Regions from separate parts of the Sus scrofa genome. Here region 2 is linked to region 1. The links are chromatin contacts, called in public HiChIP or PLAC-seq maps. All regions are on one chromosome and are shown on one strand. Each heading gives the region's core, a stretch centred on a gene start, on an enhancer-like site or on the middle of the called end of the contact. The rest is flanking DNA. Distances are from core to core; before and after follow the strand shown.

Region 1 (6,038 bases), core at 1,453-3,952:
AGCTTTGGATTTAAGCAGGAAACCCACTCTCAGAAGCTGAGGAAATTCACATTTCTCAGTCATGGGAGAGTTTATTTGTTCATTGTTGGACTGGGGCAGAATGCGACCGGCACACAGACTTGTGTTACTCATAGACCCACATCTTTCCCATTTGTGTGTCTGCACACGTGCAGGACACTGGGGACAGGTCTTGGCAGCCCCCTGCATGCCCCCAGTGCCCTGCATGTCTACATACAGAGCCCTCCTGGGGACTTGCACACACACCTGCCCTGAGAGGAGTGGGGGGATGTGTGGGCCAGGGCAGAAGCACACACACCCCTGAGGAGGTCAGGAGAGGCTCTTGAGCTGCAGTGAAAGCCGGCAGCAGACAGGCCCACAGAAGTCAGCAGACTGCATGTGGGGGAACCCAGGGGACAAGGGTGTGCTGTGCACGGCGGTAGGCCCAGGGTCACCGTAAGCTGGAGGTCAAGGCGGGAGGCTCTCTAGGGTGGAGAGACAGGCAGATGCCACAGGAGGCATTCGGTTTCAAAAGTGGGGCATAGGGATGCACAACCCCGAGGGTCCAGAAACTGATGGAGGAGGGGAGGGAACTGGGGCTCAGGAAGGAGGAGAACGTCGCTGCAGCTGGGGCTCTGCCACCAGCTCTCGGGGTGACTTTAGGGGTCTTCACTGGTTCCCTGAGGAGGTGGCTTGATCTCCAGTTCTGTGAGGCCAACACGCTTTCCTGTTCACAGGTGTGGGAGGGATGCGATTCGTCAACAGAGAGACAAGAACAGCCTCTGGCTCCTCTGCTCAGTGAGGATGATGGCCCAGGAGTTTCCAAAACTGGAGGCTTTCCAATGCCTTTTCAATATCTTGACTCTTTCTCCGTAACTTTGAGTAATGGGTCAAAGGAGCTCCTTCTTGGTGGGCCTGGGCCCCCTTGGGTGGTTAGAGCCCCAGCAAATTGCCCCCAACACCTCCTCATCAGGGCCTCCTCCCGCCCTCTTCTCCCAGCTGCCCCTGGACTGGCTTTTCCCCTCCAATGTCTCTGCTGCAGAGCCAGTGGGGAACCTTCCCTGGGGGCTCTCTGGGCCTTCCGTGGAGGTCAGGTTGGACCTGCCTCAGGGTCCCTGGAGCAGTGTCCTTCCCCGCCCTCCCCCTCGCAGGCACTTCTTCAAGGTGCATTCCTAGTTTCGGGCAAGTCTTCCCCAGGTTGGCTTCTCTGAGGGTCTCTGGGCCCTTGCTGGTCTCAAACATCTTTTGTGGCCACTCCCCAAAGACATCTCCTGAATCATCTCATTCTCATGCTGTCCTTCAATATTTCTTCTTTTGACATATGACTCATTGTGTCTCTGTCTTTTTGGTTTTGCCACTTCTCCAAGGCTTTCATTTTCTTTTTCTTTTTCTTTTTTAATGCCTGCATCAAAGGCATATGGAAGTTTCCGGGCCAGGGATTGAATCCCAGCTGCAGCTGTAACCTACTCCTCAGGCATAAACACAGGATCTTTTGACCCACTGATCCAGGCTGGGGATTGAACCCATGCCTCTGCTGCGACCCACGCTGCTGCAGTCAGATTCTTAACCCACTGACCATGGTGGGAAGTCTTCATTTTCTGTTTTTACTCTAGCTTTTATACTGATCACCAGAGATTAAAATATAGAATATCACCAAGGAGAAAGAGATCACACAAAGCTGGGCATCTCCTCCACACATCCAGGGATCTTGACTGAAAGGGTTACTGCATAATCTTGCGAGTCTGGGGAACCTTACCCCCTGCAGGTTAAGATGGCTTGTAGGTCCCAGGGCTGTTTTCAGAGTGGAGCCAAAGCTCATCTTTAGGATATTTATAGAGGCGACTAGAAATCTCCAGTGCTGATAAAGGCAAAGCATTTGCACGCAGGGCTCACTCCCTTTTGCCAAATCCTCTCTGTTTGTAGGAGTCGCTCCCTTGCTGAGGGTTAACTGCTCAGGAGGCTTTTGATCTGTATGTGCAAAAGCAACCAAAGTCCATCCAGCAGGCAGCTCAGTGCTTGCTCGCTCCTCTTCTCCTCTGTTTCGAGATGACTTCCAAATAGCCTTGTTCTGATGGGTGTCAGAGAGTAACTGTTCTAAAATTAAAGGGCAAGGAAGTCTTAAAAAAAAAATCTGTTTTAAAACTTGGGCCCTGTAACTGAACCTTTCCCTCAGTGAGGTAGGCTTCTAAGGAGAGCTGGTTTTACAGCTGCAAGATAAATGAAAGGCCTAGAGGATGTGAGAGCACTTCCTGAGGCTATGGCTGGTGACTTGACAAGTCATTTATTCCAGGGCACAGCCTGGCCTCCCGCCAGGCCCTCCAGTGGAAGGCCAGCCCAAGAGAAACCCAGCGAGGTGGCTGACCCCCAGCGTGGGTCCTCTGCTTCCCAGCGAGGGCCTTCCAGCATCTGGTGGATGTGCACAATTAGTAATGCTTTTGAGGATAATGATTTGGTCTCATGGAAAAAGGAGAATTGGTCCAAGATAATGTCTGGTAAACTTTGACATTCCACCCTGAAGTGATCGTACACTCATGTAGAATCACTAAACAGCTGCACGATCATATTACAGAACCTCCTTCAAGAGCCAACTTGTCATTGAATCCATCCCCAAATCCCAGATTTTCTCAAACAAAAGGAGCCCTGATGTGGAAGGAGCTGCAATCAGCCAGATGGAAGAGAGGGGTAGGTTGCCAAGACTGGAAGCGAAGCACCCTTTGAGATGTTTTGGCCTGATCCCTCTCATTTTGTACATAAAAAAACAGAGGTCCAGAGAAGAGGAGAGAATTTCCCAAGGTCGTTCAGCGGAAGAACTCGGATAAGGGCACGCACAACAGACTCCCCAGGCTGAAGTGACCATTCACCTCTTAGGGTTGCAAGGGCCTCCCTGACCCCATTCCTTAGAGAACCTCTGAGGGTGAGAGTCTAGGCCAGAGGGGCAGTGATGAAATCTCTGTAGTGAAAAGAAACAAAGCTGTATGGAGAGAAACTGCCAAAGGAGAAATCTTGCTGTTGTAGAGGGGATGGACGAGGAAGTGGTGGCAAAGTCCAGGTTTTCTTAAGCCTCGAACACAAAGGTAAATGAGATGAAGTGCCTTATTTAGGTCTGGGGCCCTGCTAAGAACGCCACCACTGAGGTTTGTGCAGAGGATCCAACCGAAAAGAGCCAATAATCTTAGTCATTCAATAGCAAGTCTTAAGCACCTGCTTTGTGTGGGACATGGTACCAGGTGGTACAGGAGTGAAGAAAGTGAGGTGTGGTAGAGAGTTTTGGTTCCAAGAGCCAAGGTCATGCCCATTAATGACAATGTTTTTTCAGGTACACACACACACACACACACACACACACACACACACACACACACACGAGTGAGCATTAAGGCATGGAGTATTTCATATTGCTCAATTTTTTCTCTTCCTTCTGAGCTCACATCCTGTCTTTTTGCCCATTTTTAATATAACTTTCTCAATTCTTAACAAGAGCCTGTCCATAAAATATTGGCAACCCAAGCAGGTTCTCTGGAGTGTTTTGAAACTGCATTGGTTGATGAAATCCAAAAGCCTGGCAACCATGGTTGTGGTTGAAAGGCCATGGGCTCTAGGGACAGACAGACCTGGATTAAAATCAGACTTCAGCTATTTATTCCCTATGGGACCTTGGGAAATCTTAACATTCAGAGTTCAAGTTTCCTACATATGATACATAAAGTCCCCAGGACAGTGGGGACTCCAGGTGGAAGTACTCACAAATATTATTGCCTTTATCTTAGAATTATTTTGCGTGTGTTTGTATATGCACGTATGCTCACCTGCATTGTACCAGGTGCTATACAGAACATAGGAGACCTTAAATAGCCCTTTCTCTCAGAGAGTTAAAACTCTTGCTGGTAAGACAGCTTACCTCACCAGAAGTCAGAGGAGAGACAGGAAATCTAGCATATCTTTATCCTTCTCCTGAACAGTTTCTTTGGTTTGGTAACAGTGACAGAATTTTCAGATATTGCTTTCCACAGCTCACAGTATATTGTTTTTCCATGGCTGGTTTCAGTTTATACTGAGGCTCCCTCAAAACTCATAAAATTCCCTTTAAAACCTCATAAAATTTCACCTGTGGATGTTTATTGCCCACAGGATTTGGGCTATGTCCGTTTGGTTTTGATAGATTTACCATTATTAAACTCGGGTCCCCATTCCCCCAGCCTTATGAAGATAGCTGCCCCCTGATTTAGCACAGGGGGACTCCCCCCTTTGTCCCGCAGTGAAGAAATACTTCGGCTCCCTAGAATTAAGCTTGGATCATGGGCAATGATTCTTATTCCCAGCTTCCTGAGGGCCAGGAATTTGCTCCAGCTTTGGGCAATGACATTTCTCCACGAAGGTCACCAAGGTCTCCTCACCCTCTTCATGCTCTTCCCAGTGCCATTCCCAGGAATTCATCCATGAATGTTTGCTCATGTACACAGAGAATGACATTGAGAGATGATCAGGATGTTACAGATGTTCCTGCTGAAATAAAGGTCAATTCTCAAGTACATAACAATAATCCAAAGTAGTTCTTCCAATGACCCCAGATTCATTTCCCTGGGACATTCAACATTGGTTCCAGTCCTACGTGACACTCCTATAAACACTAGCAGAAAGATATCACATCTCTCCTTTAACTTCTTTTCCAGGCCAAATGCCACAACTTCGTTGCATCTAACTTTAAGGACCTGGTTTCCAGATTCCTAGCCAACCTGATGGGTCTCCTTTGGGTTTCCATTTGGGTGTGCATCTAACTTACACTGGAGTCAGGAAGTATCTTTAGGAGTAGATCTCAGAGTCTTGGTTACTCAAGATCCTTCTTCCCAGGAGAAAGAATGGACCTGGCTGTGGGGAGGCGCTTCCAGGCTAGGCAACAAATGCTCAAGGTTTATGGTAAATTGAAACCCTGGCCAAGTAAAGTTCAACTCTGGAAAGTCCAAACAGGCAAATAGAGTCCCAGACCAGAGAATCCAGAACAATCTGGGAGTCTAGGTCACAGAACCAGAATCAAAGAAAAAGCCCAGAAATACTAACTGGGGTAATGGAAGAAGGATGGGGTCACTGCAACTGGAAGTCACTTAATTTCCCAAGCACCATGTCCAGGGAAACTTGTCCTGGGTATGACTGACACGTGGGAGGCTCGGGGAGGAAGCTGGAGGAGTTGAGTCAAGAATCGTTATTTAATTCTTCAACAGAAGGTAGGGCCAAAGCTATTGACCTATCCCTTGTCTGTATTACGAGGATTCCTTTGCTTGGAATGGCAGACACCCAACTTATCTTGTCTTAAGCACAAAGGTTCTTATAACTGCAAAATAAGAAGGAGGGACACTCCTGCTTAAGGAACTGTTGGACCCAGGTGACTTTACTTCTCAGCTCTAAGTTGATGTTCTTCTCAGCAGATGCTTCCAAGTGGTAGTTTCCGGCAGTGTTCATTCACATCCTCCCAGCTTCAAACTCAGCTGAAAATGAACTAATGTTTCCTAAGAATTCTAATAAAAAAAAATCCCAGAATTGGGTCATGTGCCCATGTCTGGAAAGAGGTGGATGTCTAACCGTGTAAGGCAGAGCATGATGGAGGGGTGGTTTCCCAGAAGAAGATGAGGGAGGCTGGCGATGTAGACTGCTAGATGTGCACCATTATGCCTCACTCCAGATTAGCTCTGGATCTAGGGACACCAGGCCCAGGGTGGGGTGGTGAGCTAAGGGTGCTTGCCACTGGAAGCCCTCCTCTTGTCAAAACCCAACCCAGCATGTCAGACAAGGTCCAACCAGTGTAGGGTGCCAAAGAGCCGCCTCCATATTCCAGGTCCTGTCCTTTAGCAAAAACCCAGGTCTGAATTGCACATGCCCTTCTCTAGCTTAGACACTCCTCCTGGACACTCATGTAATGCCCTCAAATCTCTGCATATGGATTGTCATTCAGGCATTCTTTCCCACCCCTTTCTCAGCTGGGGTGTTGTATGTTCAGGATTTTGCTTTGAGCTCAGTCCCTTTCCAACATCAGGGGACATTTTCTGGGG
Region 2 (6,038 bases), core at 989-3,488, 150 kb after region 1:
TCCCCCACTTTGGGCTTTCTCTTCCAGAGGCAGCCAGCCCTGCACGGCTGCCCTGGCCTGTGCGGTGCACACAGACCCGTGTGCTGAGTAGGGAGAGGGCCAAGTGGCTTCCTTGGGCCCCCCTCCCTTCTCGTGTAGAGCTGGAGCCCCTCCTTGTGGGTGAGGACACAGGTGTCCTTCCAAGCATGGGCTCTGGGCATGAAAGGGGAACCCCACGATGGAAAGCACACTTTCACACATGACTTCCCTTGGGCTTTATCAAACCCCCTAGGAGCAGAGAGACCCTGGGGACCTGGGGGTCACATGGGAGAGGCAGGATTCAAACCTAGATCTGCTGTTCATGGCACCTGTGCCTTTTGGAAAATGAATGGACACTCCTGGGTCAATAGAAAACCGACCAGGGAGGGCAGGCAAGATCCCAGGCCTTAAGAGCCCAGCTGGCTGCTGGAGGCCCCCATGCGGGCCCCAGTTCAGACGACCGTCTGGGCAGCCAGGTCCAGAAATGAGCTTCCCCGTCTGCACCGTTGTTCCAGATCGTCAAGGACAGAGCCATGAAATTTCAAGGGGAGGTGACACCTGGCCCGGGACAGACCTGGGCCCCTGCCTCTACCCTCCGACCTCAAGCCCAGGGCTGTGCCCACGCTGTGACTCCACAGCTGAGAGAGGTCGCAACTGGCTTCTAATTCAGATCACCCAAGCTGAGGAAGAGCCAAAGGGACAAGCAGCAGCAAGGCCAGCAGAGGGACAACAACAAGGGTGCAGAGCAAGTGATCTCCTTTTATGCTGGGAAAGGGTCTTTAACGAACTAAAAGCAGGGGGAAACGTTAAAATAAGGAGGATGATGGTGGAAGATATACCAGGCACATTTGCTGAGCAGAATCTCCGTCTCCACAGTAATCCTCTGAAGTGGTGTGATCACTACTGGCTGGATGAGGAAACTCAAGCACAGAGCAGGCAAGTGACTTACTCAAGGCCACAGAGCTAGGAAGTGGTCGGGTGGGGACCCAAACTCAGGCCCTCAAGATTTCAAAGGAGATGTTCATGTGTTAAGACAGTGTCAAGCCAGAGACCCTGATTTTCCACGAGACCCTAACAAAGCCCTCTCCGCCGCCAGGGCCTCTGTTATTCCTTTGATGACGTGAAGAGATTGTCTGGTCTCACTGGATGGGTACAAATGCTTGGCAAATACCAAGACGATAAAATGCTTTGAAGACATATGCTAAATTCAAATTGGAATGTCCTCTTTTGGAGCAGTTTCAACAGGACTACGGTAAGTACTCAATCCCTAAGCGAGAGGCAGCAATACTAACAAGTAATTAAAACAACTCCAAACAATGCTTTTCATACCAGAGCTGCACAATTAAGTCTTTTAAGTCCTTGGGGGACGTCTGAGCATTGAACTTCTGATACTGCTTAGTTGCCAGAGAACTTTGCTCCCTGAATTGCTCAAGCCAAGCGCCATCAAAAAAAAAAAATTTTTTTTTTTTTACAAAGCCTGTTCATTACATTTCAAAAAATCACTATAATAATCCAACCCTCCCATCAGAGATTTTATTTTATTATCAGAGAATACAATTTATGCCTCTGAAAATTGTAGCTCTCTCCAAAGACAAACAAAACGCACCCAGAACCAAACAGCTTCTCATTTCCTCACACCCAGACAGAAAGCCTTGCAAAGTGTAGCCTAGTATTTTGCCAGTACAATCTTATCTCCAACAGCTGCCTAAGAGGCTGACCCCAAGGAGGTCAAGATTTTTCCACTAAGTCATGCTTTTTAATCATCTAGGCAGCAGAAAAATGAGAGGTTGCAACGGCAATTTGACGGGGCGGGGAAGGCAGTGGAAAAAAGGACTCAAGTCAGACTTGCCAAGCACATGACAGGTAGGGCTGGGGCAGCAGGCCAGCCCGGCATGCTGTTTGCCTGCAGGAACTGGCAGGGAATAAAGCACTGCCCCTGTTCCAAAAAGAAACTGCTTCTGGTTAAACCTCTTACCCCAAAACACCCCTTCTCCCCGGACTGGGGAAAGGCCAGGGAAATAAAATCCTTTTCTCTTTTCTCTGCAGGAAAGGCTCATTTCCAAGAGGCTCAGAAGGGAAGATGAGGAGGCTGAGAGGCATTTCCCACCCTCACCCCAAGCACAGGACAGATCTAGAAGCATCCATCCCAGCTGGGATTCTGTCAGCCCTGCCCCTTCCGCTGTCTGCCAACCCTGGACTCCTCATCCAGCTGTCACACTGGGCTGCCAGCCCAGATGGACAGCAAGCTCCCTGCTTTGCAAATGGGGAGACGTCTTCAAATCACCTGCACCAGGAACATTTCGCATCTCCCTCTGGAGGAACAGCAGGCATTTAAACTTGGGCATGGCGAAATTTACAGAGGCCATCCTTTGCCAGGTGGCCTCCAATCCCAACAAGCCCTGACATTTTGGGAACTCCAATGAGTTCACTCAAAAGGTCAAAGGAGCTTGAGGACCTTCTAGGGAGAAACAGCGTGTGATGTCAACATACTGGAACTTCTGGCCGTGTAGATCAGAGCTGTCCTGGAGAACTTTCCACAATGATGGAAACGTTGGAGTTCCCATCGTGGCGCAGTGGCTAACGAATCCGACTAGGAACCATAAGGTTGTGGGTTCGATCCCTGACCTTGCTCAGTGGGTTAAGGATCTGGCGTTGCCGTGAGCTGTGGTGTAGGTTGCAGACGTGGCTCAGATCCCGCATTGCTGTGGCTCTGGCATAGGCCAGTGGCTACAGCTCCGATTCGACCCCTAGCCTGGGAACCTCCATATGCCACAGGAGCAGCCCTAGAAAAGGCAGAAAGACAAAAAAAAAAAAAAAGGAAATGTTTTCTATCTGCACTGTCCAATGGTAAGCACCAGCTACAGGTGTCTATGAAGTACTTGAGACTAAACATTTTAATTTCCTTTAAGTTTTATCAACAGACATTTAATAGTAATATGAAATTATGTGAAATATATAACGTTAATATAAATTTGAATAGCTACACAAGTAAATGGTTAAATACAAGACACAGTGAAAGCAGGCCTGTCCAGGAAGCTCAGGATGTTTCGTTGATGGACCAGCACAGGCAGTCTCAGAGCAGGGAAGTCTAGGTTCAGGAGTTCCCACTGTGGCTCAGCAGAAATGAATCTGACTGGTATCCATGAGGATGTGGGTTCAATCCCTGGCCTCGATCAGTGGGTTAAAGATCCGGTGTGGTCGTGAGCTGTGGTGTAGATCACAGACACGGCTCAGATCCTGCACTGCTGTGGCTGCAGTGTAGGCCAACAGCTACAGCTCCAATTCGACCCCTAGCCTGGGAACTACCATATGCGGAGGGTGTGGCCCTAAAAAGAAGAAAAAGAGAGAGAGAGGGAAGTCTGGGGTTGGGGTTGAAGGTGAGCTCCTGGAGATGAGGAATAAGTCAGCAGGCCTTTGTTCAAGCATAAAAGTTGCCAGCCAGTCAGCTCCCATTTCACCCATGGAGGGAAACTGAAAGGTAACACCAGGGCCCCAAAGCCCTGAAATTTGGGGGCCTAGGTATCAACTGTCTGCCTCTCAGCCAGGTGACTCAAACCTGGCTGCCCCAGGGGTGGGAGAGGAAAGAGATGTCTGGCACCTAGCATGGAAAATGTGAGCGGTTCTGGTTGGAGCAGCCCTCCCCCGTGTGCACACCTCCCTCCACTGTCCTCCCTGACAACTTGAGCTGGCCACCAAGAGGGCAGAGGGCTCGGCAAAGAGCTGAGAGATGCTAATAGGGAAAACGGACACCCCCGGGTAGAGGAGATGAAAGGCAGCTAACTAGACATAAAAGGCTCATTACCAGTTCTGCAAGCTGAGACCCAGGGAGCTTGTGCATCCTGCTCCTCTTTGCTGGGGGAGAACAGAGGCAAGAGGCTTGCTGGTGTAGGGGGAGAGGGGAGGAGGGGTGGAGGGGCTGAGAGGAATAACCAGGTCTCTCTCCAAGGCCCTGGGAGGCTTCGTCTCAGCATTCAAAATCACGCAATGAGCCTCTCCCCTCTCTGGTTCCAGTCGGGGGCGGGGGAGGTGGGGAATCAACCCCAAACTTGGAATGGAAAATCGCCACTCCCACAGGTAGAGGAGGAGTCTGAAAGATACAGCTTTTCCTTTGTCCTCATGTCTTATTATCTCCATAGCCAGGGTCAAGTCTCTAACTTTTCTAAGTCTCGGTTGCCTCTTGAGTAAAATGAGGAAAGAGTTTCCTCTCTACTGTATTACATGATGCTTCAGGTTGAGGGCCAGTATGGTACCCAACAGGCTCAAAGGTGTGGTGGCCCATCCTCCTCTCCTCATTTATAAATTGGGATTAATGCTAATACCCATTTTATAGGGCTTTGGAGAAAAGCAAATGCAGGTACATACAAATATGTTCTGTAAACTTTAAATTCCTAATGATGGTTCTTATTAGGTAAATCTGGGGTTCCCAAGGCGCATTTAGAGTCTGCAGCTGTGGCTTAGGACAGGAGCAAATCAGCAGCATTCCTGGGCTTGCGCTCACAAATTCTAGGCCAGGCTCTTTGGAGAAATGGTTGTGACTTCATCACCTCCCCCTCAGTGCCTCTCTTTTCCCAGGGCATGGGTTAGGCCAGCTGGAAGGGGAGCCACTTGCCTTGGCCAGATCCTGGCCTTTCAGTAGAAGCCCCTGCAATCTCCCGCTTCTGTACACTCCCCTCCCTCCCCCAGCCTATTCCAGGGGCCTGTGGCCCGGGTTTCTTATTTTTCCTGGAGAACAACAATGGACTGGCCTTGTGTATTTATTCCTTCCTAGGAGGGGCTGGTTTCTAACAATGGACAGATCTCTACCAGCATCCTGCTCTGCCAAAGGCTGAATGAATGAGCAGCAACTAATTCAAAAGAAAAAGTACACTCTGCTTCTTTGTCCCCTAACAATATGTGAAGGCAAGAAAAATGTTCTTTGAAAGACTTGCCTCCTCTATTTTATCATCACCATCATTATTTGCATGGTACTGACTTTTCAAAGTGAAACATGGCTGGTAAGAACAGAAAGAATTACAGCAAAGGGGCACAGTGGCTACCAACTGCATTCAGGGGAGTAGGGAGAACATTCTCCCACCTCCACCTGGATGCTAGTGACCTCATTCTCCATCCTTGAGACTCACCTCACTCAACTCTCCCCTGGCCTGGGTTATGGAATATCCACCTCACCCTCTCCTGCCTTCTCTATCTCTGACCCTATAGGAGACTTGAGAAGAGATTTGGGGCTTAATAACAACTGTTGCATCTCCTTCCTTTGGATTAAAGATGCTTAAGCCTGCAGCCTTGAAGCTTAAAAGAAAAGGAAATCCTCTGGATAAACACCATCTTTCATAAACATCTCTCCAACACACACCCATCCTGCAAGTGAACAGTTCCAAATTCCAAGTAATTAGAACTAATTGCTACTGATACCTCTGGGCCCAGCAAGCCAATGGGCTTTTGGAATGTTAAAGAATGTTTCTCAAAATTCTCCGTGTGGCAAGAAAACACTGCAGCTGTCTGGCATAGATGATTTCAAGTACCCACATTCCTTATCCTTATTGCCCTTTGAAAAGAGCACATAAAAAAGAACAAAATAATGCCATTTGCAGCCATTGGATGGACCTAGAGATTATCACACTAAGTGAAGTAGGTCAGATAAAGGCAAATATCACATGATATTACTTATATGTGGAATCTAACTTTAAAATGATACAAAAGAACTTCATTATAAAATGGAAACAAACTCACAGATTTTGAAATCAAACTTATGGCTACCAAAGGGGAAACCCTGGGGGGAGGAATAAATTGGGAGGATGGGCTTAACATAGACACACTACTGTATATAAAATAGATGAGTAACAAGGAGCTACAGTATAGCACAGGGAGGGCTACTCAGTGTTCTGTAAAATCCTGTATGGGAAAAGAATACATATGTGTATATGTATAACTGATTCACTTTGCTGTACACTGAAAATAATACAACATTGTAAATCAACTATACTCCAATCATTTAAAAAAAAAAGAAAAGAAAAAAAGAAAGA

The links. HiChIP or PLAC-seq counts read pairs in DNA pulled down with a chosen protein or histone mark.
Region 2: a contact with region 1 is called in an H3K27ac HiChIP or PLAC-seq map of skeletal muscle, with 3 times the contacts expected there. The contact joins two enhancer-like sites. A contact is called at or near these places in 1 of 47 Hi-C or Micro-C datasets (heart right ventricle) and 1 of 2 datasets of contacts at active chromatin or transcription factors (skeletal muscle).

Annotation. Positions count from the first base shown.
Region 1 is chr3:108,927,864-108,933,901 of Sscrofa11.1, forward strand. No RefSeq gene overlaps it. Among named protein-coding and RNA genes, the nearest start is that of LCLAT1, 120 kb to the left of the region's middle. Within about 2 kb of position 2,703, at least 19 of the 83 cell types and tissues checked have an H3K27ac peak or open chromatin away from gene starts, as enhancers often do. A contact at or near this core is called in skeletal muscle, where this site is marked.
Region 2 is chr3:109,082,758-109,088,795 of Sscrofa11.1, forward strand. The region is part of intron 2 of LBH (protein LBH); the gene reads right to left. Among named protein-coding and RNA genes, the nearest start is that of LBH, 28 kb to the right of the region's middle. Within about 2 kb of position 2,239, at least 30 of the 83 cell types and tissues checked have an H3K27ac peak or open chromatin away from gene starts, as enhancers often do. A contact at or near this core is called in skeletal muscle, where this site is marked.